2 separate regions of the Mus musculus genome follow, and region 2 is linked to region 1. Evidence: chromatin contacts called from public promoter capture Hi-C data. All regions are on one chromosome and are shown on one strand. Each heading gives the region's core, a stretch centred on a gene start, on an enhancer-like site or on the middle of the called end of the contact. The rest is flanking DNA. Distances are from core to core; before and after follow the strand shown. Region 1 holds the start of 0610040B10Rik (RIKEN cDNA 0610040B10 gene). Region 2 holds the start of Baiap2l1 (BAI1-associated protein 2-like 1).

Region 1 (5,925 bases), core at 1,854-4,353:
AGGAAGTCCATGCTGGAGGCTGCGAAGGAAGAGACGGCAGGCGTGAGCAGCTGCTGTTGAGGGATTTATTCCCAGCATGTATTCCGGCCCTGGGCTCACTCCTGCAGGTGAGATTCACACTCGGATTAGGCCATCCTCAAGATGAACAAATCCCTTCATTAGTCTGTAGGCAGTGTGTGCACATGTCTGTGTGTGCACGTGTGTCTGCAAGTGTGCATGGACATGTTCATGTGTGCCTTGATCCAGAGGTTGAGATAGGGTATCTTCCTCAATCATGCTCCCCTTCATTTTAAATTACATTCTATTTACTTGTCTCTGTGCATATGTGAGTACCACAGCACACAGTGTGTGTGTGTGTGTGTGTGTATGTGTGTGTGTGTGTGTGTGACAACTTTTAAGAGTTGTTTCTCTCCTTCCACCGTATGAGTCCTGGGGTTCGAACACAGGTTCTTCAGGCACGGCAGCCGACGCCCTTCCCCAGTGAGACATCTCACTAGCACAGGGGCTTGGCTATTATTTTGTTGTTATATGACATAAGGTCTCACAACATAGAGCAAGCTGGCCTCAATAGAGATCCACCTGACTCTGCATCACAAGTACCAGGATTAAAGGTGTGTGTAACCATGCCCAGACTTACTTTTTTTTTTTTTTAAAAGATTCACTTATCCATTACATGTAAGTACACTGTAGCTGTCTTCAGACACTCCAGAAGAGGGAGTCAGATCTTGTTACAGATGGTTGTGAGCCACCATGTGGTTGCTGGGATTTGAACTCTGGACCTTTGGAAGAGCAGTCGGGTGCTCTTACCCACTGAGCCATCTCACCAGCCCCCAGACTTACTTTTAGTTTCTGAGAATTTGTGTGTGTGTGTGTTGATATATACCCTAAGGTGTATGTGGCAGTCAGAAGACAACCTCTGGTGTTAGTCCTCACCCTCCACCTTGTTTGAGACAGGGTTTCTTGCTTGCTCTCCATGGTGTCCACCAGGCTAGCTGGCCTGTGTGTTTCTGAGGACTCTCCCAGTTCACAGTGGGAAAACTGGGATTACATAGGCACATACTGCTACATCAGGCTTCGACATATGTTCTGGAGATTTGAACTCTGGTCTTCACACTTGCAAGACAAGTACTTCGCTAAGCTAGCTCTCCATACAAAGTATTGGTCAAGACAACCTCAAGTCTAGTGGGTTCCTTCCCACCCCACCCCCATCAATATTGAGAATTGAACCTAGGACTTCATGTCACGTATGCTGGGCAAGCAATCTATAAGATAGCCACCACCCCAGCCCCTTACCACAGCTTGTATGATGTGCTCCCTCTCTGAACCTATCCTCTCTGAACCTATAGCTCACAAGCTCAGCTAGACTGACTGGCCAGCAAGCCCAACAGAGCCTACTGTCCCCCTCCCCCATGCTGGACTGTAGATCTGCACTGCCAAACCAGAAGCATAGATAGACCTTTACATTAGGATTTGTAACAGAAGCAAAATCACACGTGTGAAGTAGCAAGGAAAGTAACTTTATGGCCGAGGGTCCCCACAACATGAAGAACTGTATTAAGAGGTCACAGCATTAGGAAGACTGAGAGCCTCTGGGATCTGTAGCTCGGACCTGGAGCTCAACGTTTTGTGGCGAGGCTGACATGCATTAAAGCACACTCACGTTGGTGCTGGGGATCCAAGCTCAGGACTTTGTGCTTGCACAGCAAGCACCCTCACTCACCGAGCGAGCTCCCAGCCCACCAACCCCTTGTTTTTTGAGACAGGATCTGACTATGCAGGCCAGGCTAGTTTGGAACTCAGAATTCTCCTGTCTCAGCTTTCAAAGGGTTGGGATTCCAGAAGTGCACCACCACACCCAGCAATACACCCTTTTACATCTTTAAATATTCACATGGATACTGATAAAGTCCTGCAAAAGAACCTGCGCCGACCTCATCAGAATGAGCAACTCCTAGAGGTAGTCAGGGTCCCACACCCAAACTTGGGCATATTTAACAGGTCAGTGGTCATGATGTCACCCATCACCCTCCAGACCAGAATGATGAAATATAAAAAGCCCGTGTTAAGAAACTGGGAACACTGACATTGGCTTTACGAGGCAGGATTCTGGACCAAAATTCCAACGCAGAGAATCAAAACAGAAACTATTAACAAAAAGGAAACAAACAAAAAAATGCCATTCTCACAAGGTAACAGGGCTCCGGTCTACATATTTCTCTAGGTCGGACACTTCCAGCGGCACCTTTTGCGTTCATTTCCCTTTGCCACATCCAAGGAGAATTCAGATAGCAGCTCCGCTTGGGCAGCGCCGTGAATTTGGCACGCGCAAAACTGGCGACATGGTTGTTCCAGGAGGCTGGAACCGGCTGCGGAGACAATCAAACGCAACACTTACATACTGCTGAATAAGTCTCCATGGCAGAGTGCACTGTGAAAGGCATTCAGAAGTAGAGGATGCTGTACCGCTGCTGACCTGGGAAGAAAACTTCAAAGTCCACTAGTTTGGGGGTCTATCATCCCTCTAGCTGTCACTGTCACTGTCACTACGCCTATCACTGAGGCGCCCACACCGGGGTCCAGACGCATGGTGAGGTTGTCCACATGGGGTAGGGCCCCAGTCGTTTCCCTTTGCTGGACACTTTCCGGGTACATTATTCAAGGCCCTTGCATGCTTGAGGTCACAGAATCTGCAGCTGCGGGGAACCAGGGAAGGGCAGTGGTGAATGGAGCCCATCCCACAACCAGATCCCGGACGCATCAGGCTCAGAGGAGACAAGGGAGGCTCGGAAGCAGGCTGGGAGACGGCAACTACGTCCGGAGCCCGGACAACGACTGGAAGAGGAGGGGACACAGCGAGCGGGATGCAGGGGGCTCGGAGAGGACTGTGCTCTCACTCAAACACGGGGTCCCGACGGCCGCCGCCCAGCCGGGGTGTCACAGAGCCTTCCGGAGCCGCCTTACCCCAAACCGGGCCAACCGTCCGCCGCTGCCGGCGGACCCCAGCGGAGCGCTCCCCAAGACTTCCGGCGCGTCCATGGCGTCATCAGTGCCCGCGACGGAGGCGACTTCCGACGGAAAAAGTAGCGGGAGGCCGGAAATTATTGTCTTTGGCCTCTGGTTCTGCGAGCCGATTGTGTTTTCGTACCGTCGTAGGTTTTCTTTCTCTTTTCTTTTTCTCTTAACGTTTGTCTTTCTCCCTCCCTCGTCCTCTGCTCTCTCTTCCTTCGCACTTTTATTATTACTTGACAATTTACTGCCTATGTACGAGTCCTTCGTTCTCCCAACCCCGTCCCATTTTCGTGGCCTTGATTTGATTCTTGTGGGTGTGTTTGCTTGTTGTGATCCGCTGAGTGTAATTCTGATTTCTTGTATGTGCGTAGATTTAAAAAGCTATTTTCTTTTTCTTCTTTAAAAAAAAAAAAAGATTTGTTTTATTTATTTTATGTGAGTCCAATGTCGCTGTCTCCAGACACACCAGAAGAGGGCATCAAATCCCATTACAGATGGTTGTGAGCCACCATATGGTTGGGGGGATTTGAACTCAGGACCTCTGGAAGAGCAGTCAGTGCTCTTAACCGCTGAGCCATCTCTCCAGCCCTAGCTATTTTCTTTTTAAGAATTTCTTTCCAAAATATGATCTCAGCTAGGCATAGTGGCCCATGACTTTATTCACCGCCCTAAGGAAACAGAGGCAGGTCTCTCTGAGTCAGAGGTCAGCCTTGTTTACATGAGTTCCGGGACAGGCAGGGCTACATAGCTAGACCTTTTCTAAAACAAAACAAAACAAATGAGCAAACAAAATTAAAGTCCCACCAAATTATACCAGGCTGGCCTTGGGCTTTTGAACCTCCTGTCTCAGCCTAACTTTGGTTGGGATGGCAGGCACACCTAACACAGGAACTGGAATTTTCGAGCACTTTTGACAGAATATGAAGGCTGTCTTGGGTCGGTGCAGGAGAACTGCTGGACTGTGCCGAGCCTTTGCATGTCCTGGCGGGAACTCAGCAGTAACCCTTGACCACCCAGCAGGTACCTAGACAGGGACACCTGTGTCTTCCTGGCAGACACACCACTGGGCCCTGTCCCAACAGTCCCAGCATGTTCCACTGCAGGGGTCACAGTATGTCCCCCTGTGAGTCAGGTTCTGCTGACCGCATGCCCCTACTCCTGCCATCTCTGTGCACAGCTTTAACGTCCTCCCTGTGGGGAGCAGTGACTAGTGTTTTATCCCTGAGGATAAAAAGGCTGTTTTGATAATGGGCAGGCTTGGCTTGAGAGGAGCTGCTGCTAAACATAGCACTGAGAAGGTTCCTGGAGGGGATGGGGGTGCTGCTTTGTCTGAGTGCCCCCCAGGTCCTCCGAGAACTATTCTTGACGCCTCTGAAAAACAGGTTCCCTTTGAGGAAAAAAATGTCTGATCTCTAAGCATTAGCCTCAAAGCTCCCCTCTCCTGTTTGCTTTGCTTCCTACCCCAGCTTCTCATTTCTTTTTCCTTTTAGAAAAAAAAAAAAAAGAAAAGAAAGAAAACAACTACCTTTCTGAATGTATTGTATCCAAGGCCTTTGCAATGTTGGGAGCAGAGTGAGCAGGTGTGGGGAGTCCTGAAAGACTGGTTACATTACGGAGGTCATCTGGCATCCAGAGAAAGCTACTGCTTCATCAAGCAGTTCTCCACCCTGCTGTAATTAAATACCTTGAATTTTCTTTCTTTCCCCCATGTAAATGAAGGACTTCGTGGTCTTCTCTAAAAGTTTCTGTTCTGACTAACTTTGATTCTCGGTTCCGTCATCCATTTCATCTTGTGTTCTGTTGCCTTTGGTTATATCACACAAAGAGAAGGGTTGGGATGTAAGTGAGTTAAGTTATCCAGGACAAAATCTTCGCTGACCACCTCATCTGTGATGGAAGCATCCTCATTTAATATGTATTCTGCAAACTTTTTTTTTGGTGAGAGATGTAATTTCTCATGATGTACCCCAGGCTGGTACCTCTTGAGTGGGCTTCATGAGTGCTGGGGTTATAGGACTGGCCAAAAAGCACTTTGTATTTATGAATACATATTCATTCATTAAATACATATTGACTAATAGGTACCAGCTGAGTTTCTTGTTCAAGGGGACATAAGAGTCGATAGAAATTGCAAACTCTCCACTGGGGCTGTAGGTCACTGGGTAGACCGTGGGTTCCATCTCAGGCACCGTGTGAAACCTAGCATGGTGGCACAAGCCTCTAATGCTATTTCTGGGGAGGTGAAGGCAGAAGGAGTGTAAGTTTAAAGTCATCCTCAGTTACACAAGTTCGAAGCCACCTTAGGTTACGTAAGACCCTGCATTCAGTGTGTAGGCCACAGATTGGACACACCTATCTCTATTATAGACAGTTTCAGCCAGGAGTGATGGTGCATACCTTTAATACCAGCATCCAGAAGGAGGCAAGGGCAGATGGATTTCTGTAAGTTAGAGGCCAGTCTAGTGTATATAGTGAGTTCTAGGATAGCCAGACCATACAGTGAGGCTCAGTCTGGAAAAACAAAACAAAACATTCTTGCTGTGGACACTATGTTCTATTCTCCTTTGTCTATTTCTTTTTACAGGGGAGGGCAGTTCAAGAAAGGATTTCTCTGGTGGTCCTGTTCTGGAACTCACCCTTGTAGACCAGGCTGGCCTGGAACTCACAGAGATCTGCCTGCTTTTGCCTCCTGAGTGCCGGGATCAAAGGCGTGTGCCACCACTGCTTGTCTACTTTGTAATGTTACAAATAGTTTTTCAATGATGTATTCATAGCTTAAAAAATTGTGCAGAACCAGATCTGGCAGTACAGTCTGTAATTCTGGGGGCTGGGGGTGTGAAAGAGGAAATTCAAGAGGTTGGGGGGAGAGAGTTGTGAGTTTGAGGCCAGCCTGGACCTGGACATACAGACACACTC
Region 2 (6,770 bases), core at 3,098-5,597, 1.0 Mb after region 1:
AAGGCTGTGTCTGAGGTCCTTCCTCTCTTCCCTTTGTGAGTGTCATGCTCCTTCTTCACTCATTTTTTTTAAAAAGATTTATTTATTATTATACATAAGAACACTGTAGCTGACTTCAGACACAGCAGAAGAGGGCGTCAGATCTCATTATGGGTGGTTGTGAGCCACCATGTGGTTGCTGGGATTTGAACTCAGGACCTTCGGAAGAGCACTCAGTGTTCTTACCTGCTGAGCCATCTCACCAGCCCTTCTTCACTCATTTTAAGATGCACGCAGGTAGGATGTCCTTGGGTGATACCACATCCATTCTTTCTCAATCTCCTAAGACTTTAAAATCCTAACTGCTAGGAAGGTTGTGGTTCCTCTTTTTTGTGTGTGTGTGTGTGTGTGTGTTTTGTTTGTTTGTTTGTTTGTTTTTTCAAGACAGGGTTTCTCTGTGTAGCCCTGGCTGTCCTGGAACTCACTCTGTAGACCAGGCTGGCCTCGAACTCAGAAATCCGCCTGCCTCTGCCTCCCGAGTGCTGGGATCAAAGGCGTGCGCCACCACTGCCCGGCTGGTCGTGGTTCCTCTTAAGCAAAGGTTTTTGAGCTTTACCTCACCCTTACTCACTAAAGCACGTTTCTTATCAAAAAAGCACGTAAAAGTCACAAGAAGGCTTCCGAGGGCAAATTCTGGGCACACTATGTGCTAAACATGGAAAGGAGATTGCTATCTTTGACTAAACTGAAATCATCAACAGTACTTTTTCTTTTGGGGCTCATTATCATGCTATTTGTTTATGAAACGGTAAAACGTAACATCCGTCCGCGAGTTAGCATGGATATCCAGTAATCATTTGTTTAAGTACATTTATAAAACACTGTGCCAATGTATAAATATATATTTAGGTAGATATGATACTGCATAGAGGATCACACTACTTTACCAACCTTCCATTGCCCTAAAGAATTTATTCCTTTATTTAAAAGATATTTGAGTATTAAAAGACAACACACACACACACACACACACACACACACAAAACTAAAACCCAGAGAGGCAAGACATTAAATCTCATTTGCAGGTGGCCTTTGTAAATGCACCTGGTTAGGTTGTATTTCTATTAGTGAAATATTGCCAGGTAACACAAAGAAATCTGTTTTTAGCTAGGCAGTGGTGGTGTATGCTTTTAATTCCAGCACTTGGGAGGCAGAGGCAGGCGAATTTTTGAGTTTGAGGCCAGCCTGGTCTATAGAGTGAGTTCCAGGACAGCCAGGGCTACACAGAGAAACCCTGTTTCAGGGGAAAAAAAAAAAAAAAAGAAAGAAAAGAAAGAAAAAAGAAAGCAGAAAAAGAAAAAAAGAAATCTGTTTTTAAAAGAACACATTCACCAACATTGCCAGTAGAATTCTTGCAATGTTGCACTTAAATAGTTTTTAGCCTCAATTATAATAAAAGGCTTTTCAGGCTTCCAATCACCCCCATAAATGTAAATTTAAGTGTGCATCTCCTTAGAGTCAAACTATGGGCTAGCAGCCTCCACTTTGTTTTATAGATATAGAAATCTCCTGTCTAGTGCTGTGATTTTTTTTAAATCCCATTATCTCCACATTAAAAACAAAACAAAACAAAACAAACCTGACCCCAAAATATTAACAAGGAAATCCTGGTTAAAATCAATTGACATTTAGCGAGCTTTTGAAATGTTTCAACACTTGGGGATGGAAACCAATAACACACTGGTTTCTGATCTTCAATCTATTACAACCTTTCAAAACTGAAAATGAGCCAGTATGGCGGTGCACACTTCCAACCCCAGCATTGGGGAGGCTGAGACCAGCCTGGGATACATAGCGAGTTCATAGGAAAGCTAGCCTAGACTACATATACAAGAGTGTCTTTAAAAAAAGAATAAGGAAAAAAACAAACAAACAAATAAACAACAACAACAACAACTAAATAGCTAGGAGTTGTAGTGCTTTAACCTCAGCCCTTGGGAGGGGGCAGAGGAAGGTGAACTTCTGAATCTGAGGTCAACCGGGTCTACATATCAAATTCCAGGCCAATCAGGGCTACATAGTGAGACCCTGTCAGAAAACAAAACATCCCCAAAAGGACTAACTATGCCTTACGTCTACCAATGCGGATAACCAAAACAACAAAATCAACAGTCAACAACAACCAAACCAACAAAATCAACAGTCTTCCTCTTACTCCAGCTCTGTGGGTAGAAAGACAGGCCAAGGTGGTTCATTTTTGTGGTACTGTAATCTGCCTGCCCACACCAACCAAAGGTTTCTCAGTCAGAAGTGAGAAAAAGAACAGTTTGCTCAGGGCATCTGATTGCTTGTCTAAAGTTGACATTTTCTTTCCAGACCAGCAAGATAAACAATCAATTGTGTTTGAGAAACTTAACTGTGCCTGTGTTTTCCACTGCAGCAGATGCTCGGATTCCACGCACAGACTACAATAAATAACCCACATTCCTCAGTTATGGTTTTTCCTTGACTGAGTATTCATCTGAGTATCTTGTCTCCCCCACGCTAGGGCATTTTACTTCCATACTCTGTCGACACCCCACACCCCAGTTCTACCGGCTTCACATCATTTAAGTCTGAACAATGCCAATCCAAATACAAGGCTTTAAACATTCAAATTTCTGGCATTTCTAAAAATTATCATTTAATTAAGGAAGCACACTAATAGGAACAGGTTTTGGTCACAGTTGTGAACCTTCAAAATCATAATAATACAGTCTACTTTGTCTATCTAGAATAAATGTTATAGTGCACACATGGAGGGGTGGATATGATTTGGAGCCACAATGAATTCTGAAAATATTTTCATGCTGCTTTAAAATGATTTTCCAGCAACTCAATAAATTCTGATTTCAGGAACTAAGACCTTGCAAATCTAGAAACTCAATTTTAGGGGTGAAAAAAAAAAAACTAGAGAAATGACCAAAGAGTGGGTGAAAAAAGAATCTAGAGAAATGACCAAAGAGTGGGTTTTAATCATGACTACAAGTAAATTTAGAGAACTTTAAATCTCAGGGGTTCAGTGGACCTAAGTGGAATTAAAACAAAAGTTGTTTTGTATTCTATTAATAGCAGATGATTAAACGGATATCTCATTTCAAATGGAATTCATTTATAAGTACTTAAACTTACTAAACTGGCCACTAATCCCATGTCTGTTTCTGGAAAAATTCTCTCACATAACATGCCAGTTAAGCGACCAATCACCACACGTTCTGTCAGCTTAAGTCAATTCTTATTAAAATCTCAGTGCTCTCTGACTCCAATAACCTCCCCAAATCATGAACGTAGAAACAGTCCAACTGCGGGCGAACATGCTCATAATAATTGTATATAGATGTATAAAACTGTCAAAACGCTAAACAAAAAGTAATCAAAAGCCAAATCGAACTTAAAAGCTACTGTATGAAAGAGTCCAAGAGGGCGAAGGCGTTTCAAGTCTTCCCAGGAGCAGATTCCCTGGCAGCCTAGAAAATTCCCTGAGCCGAGGGAGCCAGGCTCACCTGGCGATGGATTCCTAATTACGGAGGAGTTTCTCCCCTACATTCTTTCTTTTCTCCGAGGAAACTCGAGCTTGTCTCTTTTCTCTCTCTCTTTTGGATCTGGGGAGGGGTTAGCCCCAGCGGTCAGACCAGCGCAGTCACTGACCACAAAGAGAAGTTGGGGGAGGATAAGAACCTCTCGGGGACCCCGCGGATTGTCGTCCACGTCTCCAATCCCCTTCCCCCAACACGGGAAATGTGGGGTCCCTGGGAGTCTCCAAGGGTCCAAGGGGGAAGGGGAGGCCCTTATCATGTAAAGTCCCCACTTTATCTCAAAAGCGAAAAAGAATCTCGACCGACCCCGCTGGCGACAATGGTCAGCTGCTTGTCCGGGCTCACGTTCCTGGCCTCGAACCCTGGAGTTCCCAAGTCTCCGGGCCTCCCAGCCTCCGCCCTCAGCCTGGAACCACAGAGTCCCGGATCCCCCCGGTCTCCCGTCTCGAGCTCCGCAAAGTCCCACACTTACCCGGTACGTGTTCTCCGTGAGCCGGTTCACCTCCTCCGGCCCCCGAGACATGGCTGCAGCCTCCGGGAGGGCGAGCGCGGGAGGACGCGGCGGGGCCTCGTGGCCGCCGGGCGGCGGGAGCGCCTAGGACTTGAGACTGAGTGGTCCTTGAGAGTCGGCCGCCGCCACAGCTGTCAGCGGGAGAGAGTCAGTGCGCGTCTCTGCTGCCAAAATGTCAAAACTTTGCGGCGCTTCGGTCTGTAAGGAGCTGCGAGGTAGACGTAGCCTGCCAAGGCTGGGACGAGCAAAGGGACGGGCAGCCCCACCTGAGGCGGGCGGAGTGGGCGGGGCCGTACGGCCAGAGGGCGGGGCAGCCCCACCTGAGGTGGGCGGGGCCTAGGCTGAGTACTCTAGAGTGGGCGGGGCGGCCTCGCGCGGAGACAGCCTGGTGGGAGGGTCGATCTTTTGGGGCAACCGGGGGAACCTGGAAGAGACTTGTTGCGCTAGGTGGGCGTGGCCTAGGGGCTTGCTAAGCGGAGCAGAAGCCCGGCCAGCGCGCCGGACTGATTGGCCCCAGCTGAGACGTGGAGCGGGGGTGGGGTCTGAGAGGCCAACAAGAGGGAGAAGCCAAGGGGAGGGGACGCGCCCTTACTCCCCCCACCTGAAATGGACTGATGGGCGTGGCCTAGATGGCGGATGGGCGTGGCCGAAACAAGAAGGGACGGAGTGAACGAAGTCGCCCTAGCTGTGTCCGCCAGAGTGGCACCGCAGAGTTGAGCCGGTGGGCGCGGTCTAGCAGACCGATGGGCGGTGCTGAAGCGAGGATGGCGTGGTTTAGACAGCCCCAGCTGAGGCAGGCAAGGGAATGGGAGAGTCTTCCTCGTGTGGGCGTGGCTGAGCAGCCTGGTGGGCGAGGCTGGAGCAGTACAAGGCGAGGTGGCTGGACCCAGTGGACCAGGCCATCTCGCCTAAGGCTTGGCAGTGGAGGTAATACCTCTGTTCGCCCTCTCCCGGCCCTCCCAGAGTTCCAGCCAAGCCCCTACACTGTGGTGTCTTTTAGAACAGGACCTGGACCTTTGGGCTTCTAGGTCTTTGGTCTAGTGTCCGCCACAAGGTGCTGGCTCTGAAAGCTCGAGGCTCACATCCTCCGCAGGTGAATCCTCTAAGCTCTCTGCCTTTGAGTAACTTCCACATACCTCCTACGAATCGGTTTCCCTGATTGAAGGTCCACGGGGCATGGTTTCTCATGGATGGAGCCACCCACAATTTTGAAAGTTCCGGGGTGCCAAAAAAAGTAACTAACGCCAAGATCTGATTACTGGAATAACAGAACATTAAGAATAAGTTTAAAATCCCATGCTTTACAACTATGTAAATCACAAGACTGTCTAAAAATTTCCTCTGTGTGTGTGTGTGTGTGTGTGTGTGTTACAAGAAGTCAACCTTGGGCGTCATTCCTCAGCCGATATCTACTATATATATCTTGGAGACAGAGTCTCTTACTGAAGTAGCTAAAAAGGATAGACTGATGGCTATCAAGTCTCCACAAGCCCCATGAATCCACCTGTCTCCCAAATTCCCAGCACTGGGAGTACAAGAGCATATCTACTGTATGTAGCTTTTCACATGGGTTCCGCAGATGGAACCCAGGTCCCAATGTTCGCACCACAGGCACTTTACAAACTGACCCATTTCCTCAGCCCCCAGGTCGGCTGAGGCGTCTAGGATGTCTGTGCTTTCTTTCATCTTGTAGAGGCCATGTAGGTGTGTGGCTCCTGGCACATTATTTAAAACTTTTATTTTATGTGTAAGCTACTTGGACTGCATGTATGTCATCTGTGACTGATACATATATATGTACATGCCTGGTGCATATGTCAGAGGTCAGAAGAGGGCTTCAGATTCCCTGAAACTTGGGTTGCAGAAGGTTGTGACCATCATGTGGGTACTGGGAAACAAACCTAGGTCCTCTGGAAGAACAGCCAGTGTTCTTAACTACTGAGCTGTCTCCCTAGTCCTTCCTGGTGCTTCCTGTTGTCTACCCAGTCACACCCAACCCAGCTCTGAACATGTCCTAGAGTACACACCTAGGACTGAGGTGACCCAGACTCCAGGGCCACAGCAACCTTCTCCTAGCAGAAAACACACTCAGCGCTTGAGACTTGAACTCAGCCGGAGTGGGCAAGGCTTTATTTTTAAAAGCTGTCCAGGTACGATTGCTTTGTTTATGAGCTTGGAGGATACGAAGCTTCTAAACTGCTCCAGGATAAAGTTCACTGGGAAATACACACAAAGAAAGCACTGTGTGCCCCAGATGGAAACACTGAAAGTATGGGATGACTCTGGACTTAGAACAGACACAAGCACTTGGACTCTGGGGCAGTCTTATCACGTTTTGCAGGCTATAAAACATATCTGGCTTGGGAAGCAAATGGTGGTTGGTGTGGGTTGCATGGTGGAGGGAATAACACCTCAGCCCTATGTTGGAGGCAGTGGGAGACGCTCCCCATGTCTTTAAAGGATCTTTAGGAGCTGGCTCAGAAAATGTGCCAACTGGGGTTCACTTGTCATATGCGGGGTGGTAAGCAGGACTCTATAATTACTACCATTACATATTAGGGTTCACCAAGGGTGTCTTCTGGCTTTTATTTGAACTTGAAAACTCCTTGTCTTTCCTTGGCAGATCCCCTTTTTGTCTCAGAACCTCTTTCTGTGTCTTCCTTCTGACGAATGAGGTCATTTCACCCTCCACTGCCAGGCAGTCA

The links. Promoter capture Hi-C pulls out the DNA fragments that hold promoters and counts their contacts.
Region 2: a contact with region 1 is called in a promoter capture Hi-C map of hippocampal neurons, with 3 times the contacts expected there. The contact joins the promoter of Baiap2l1 here to the promoter of 0610040B10Rik in region 1. A contact is called at or near these places in 3 of 39 promoter capture datasets (hippocampal neurons, pre-B cells and stem cell-derived epiblast-like cells).

Annotation. Positions count from the first base shown.
Region 1 is chr5:143,326,205-143,332,129 of GRCm38.p6, forward strand. It overlaps 0610040B10Rik (RIKEN cDNA 0610040B10 gene), which reads left to right and starts at 3,104. Exons shown (of 2, transcript NR_027874.1): 1 at 3,104-3,149. It overlaps Zdhhc4 (zinc finger, DHHC domain containing 4), which reads right to left and starts at 3,034. Exons shown (of 8, transcript NM_028379.5): 1 at 2,962-3,034; 2 at 2,187-2,366; 3 at 1-19. The coding sequence starts at 11.
Region 2 is chr5:144,353,765-144,360,534 of GRCm38.p6, forward strand. Baiap2l1 (BAI1-associated protein 2-like 1) reads right to left here and starts at 4,348. Exons shown (of 14, transcript NM_025833.3): 1 at 4,027-4,348. The coding sequence starts at 4,077. Dmrt1i (Dmrt1 interacting ncRNA) reads left to right here and starts at 4,159. Exons shown (of 2, transcript NR_102374.1): 1 at 4,159-4,280; 2 at 6,689-6,770.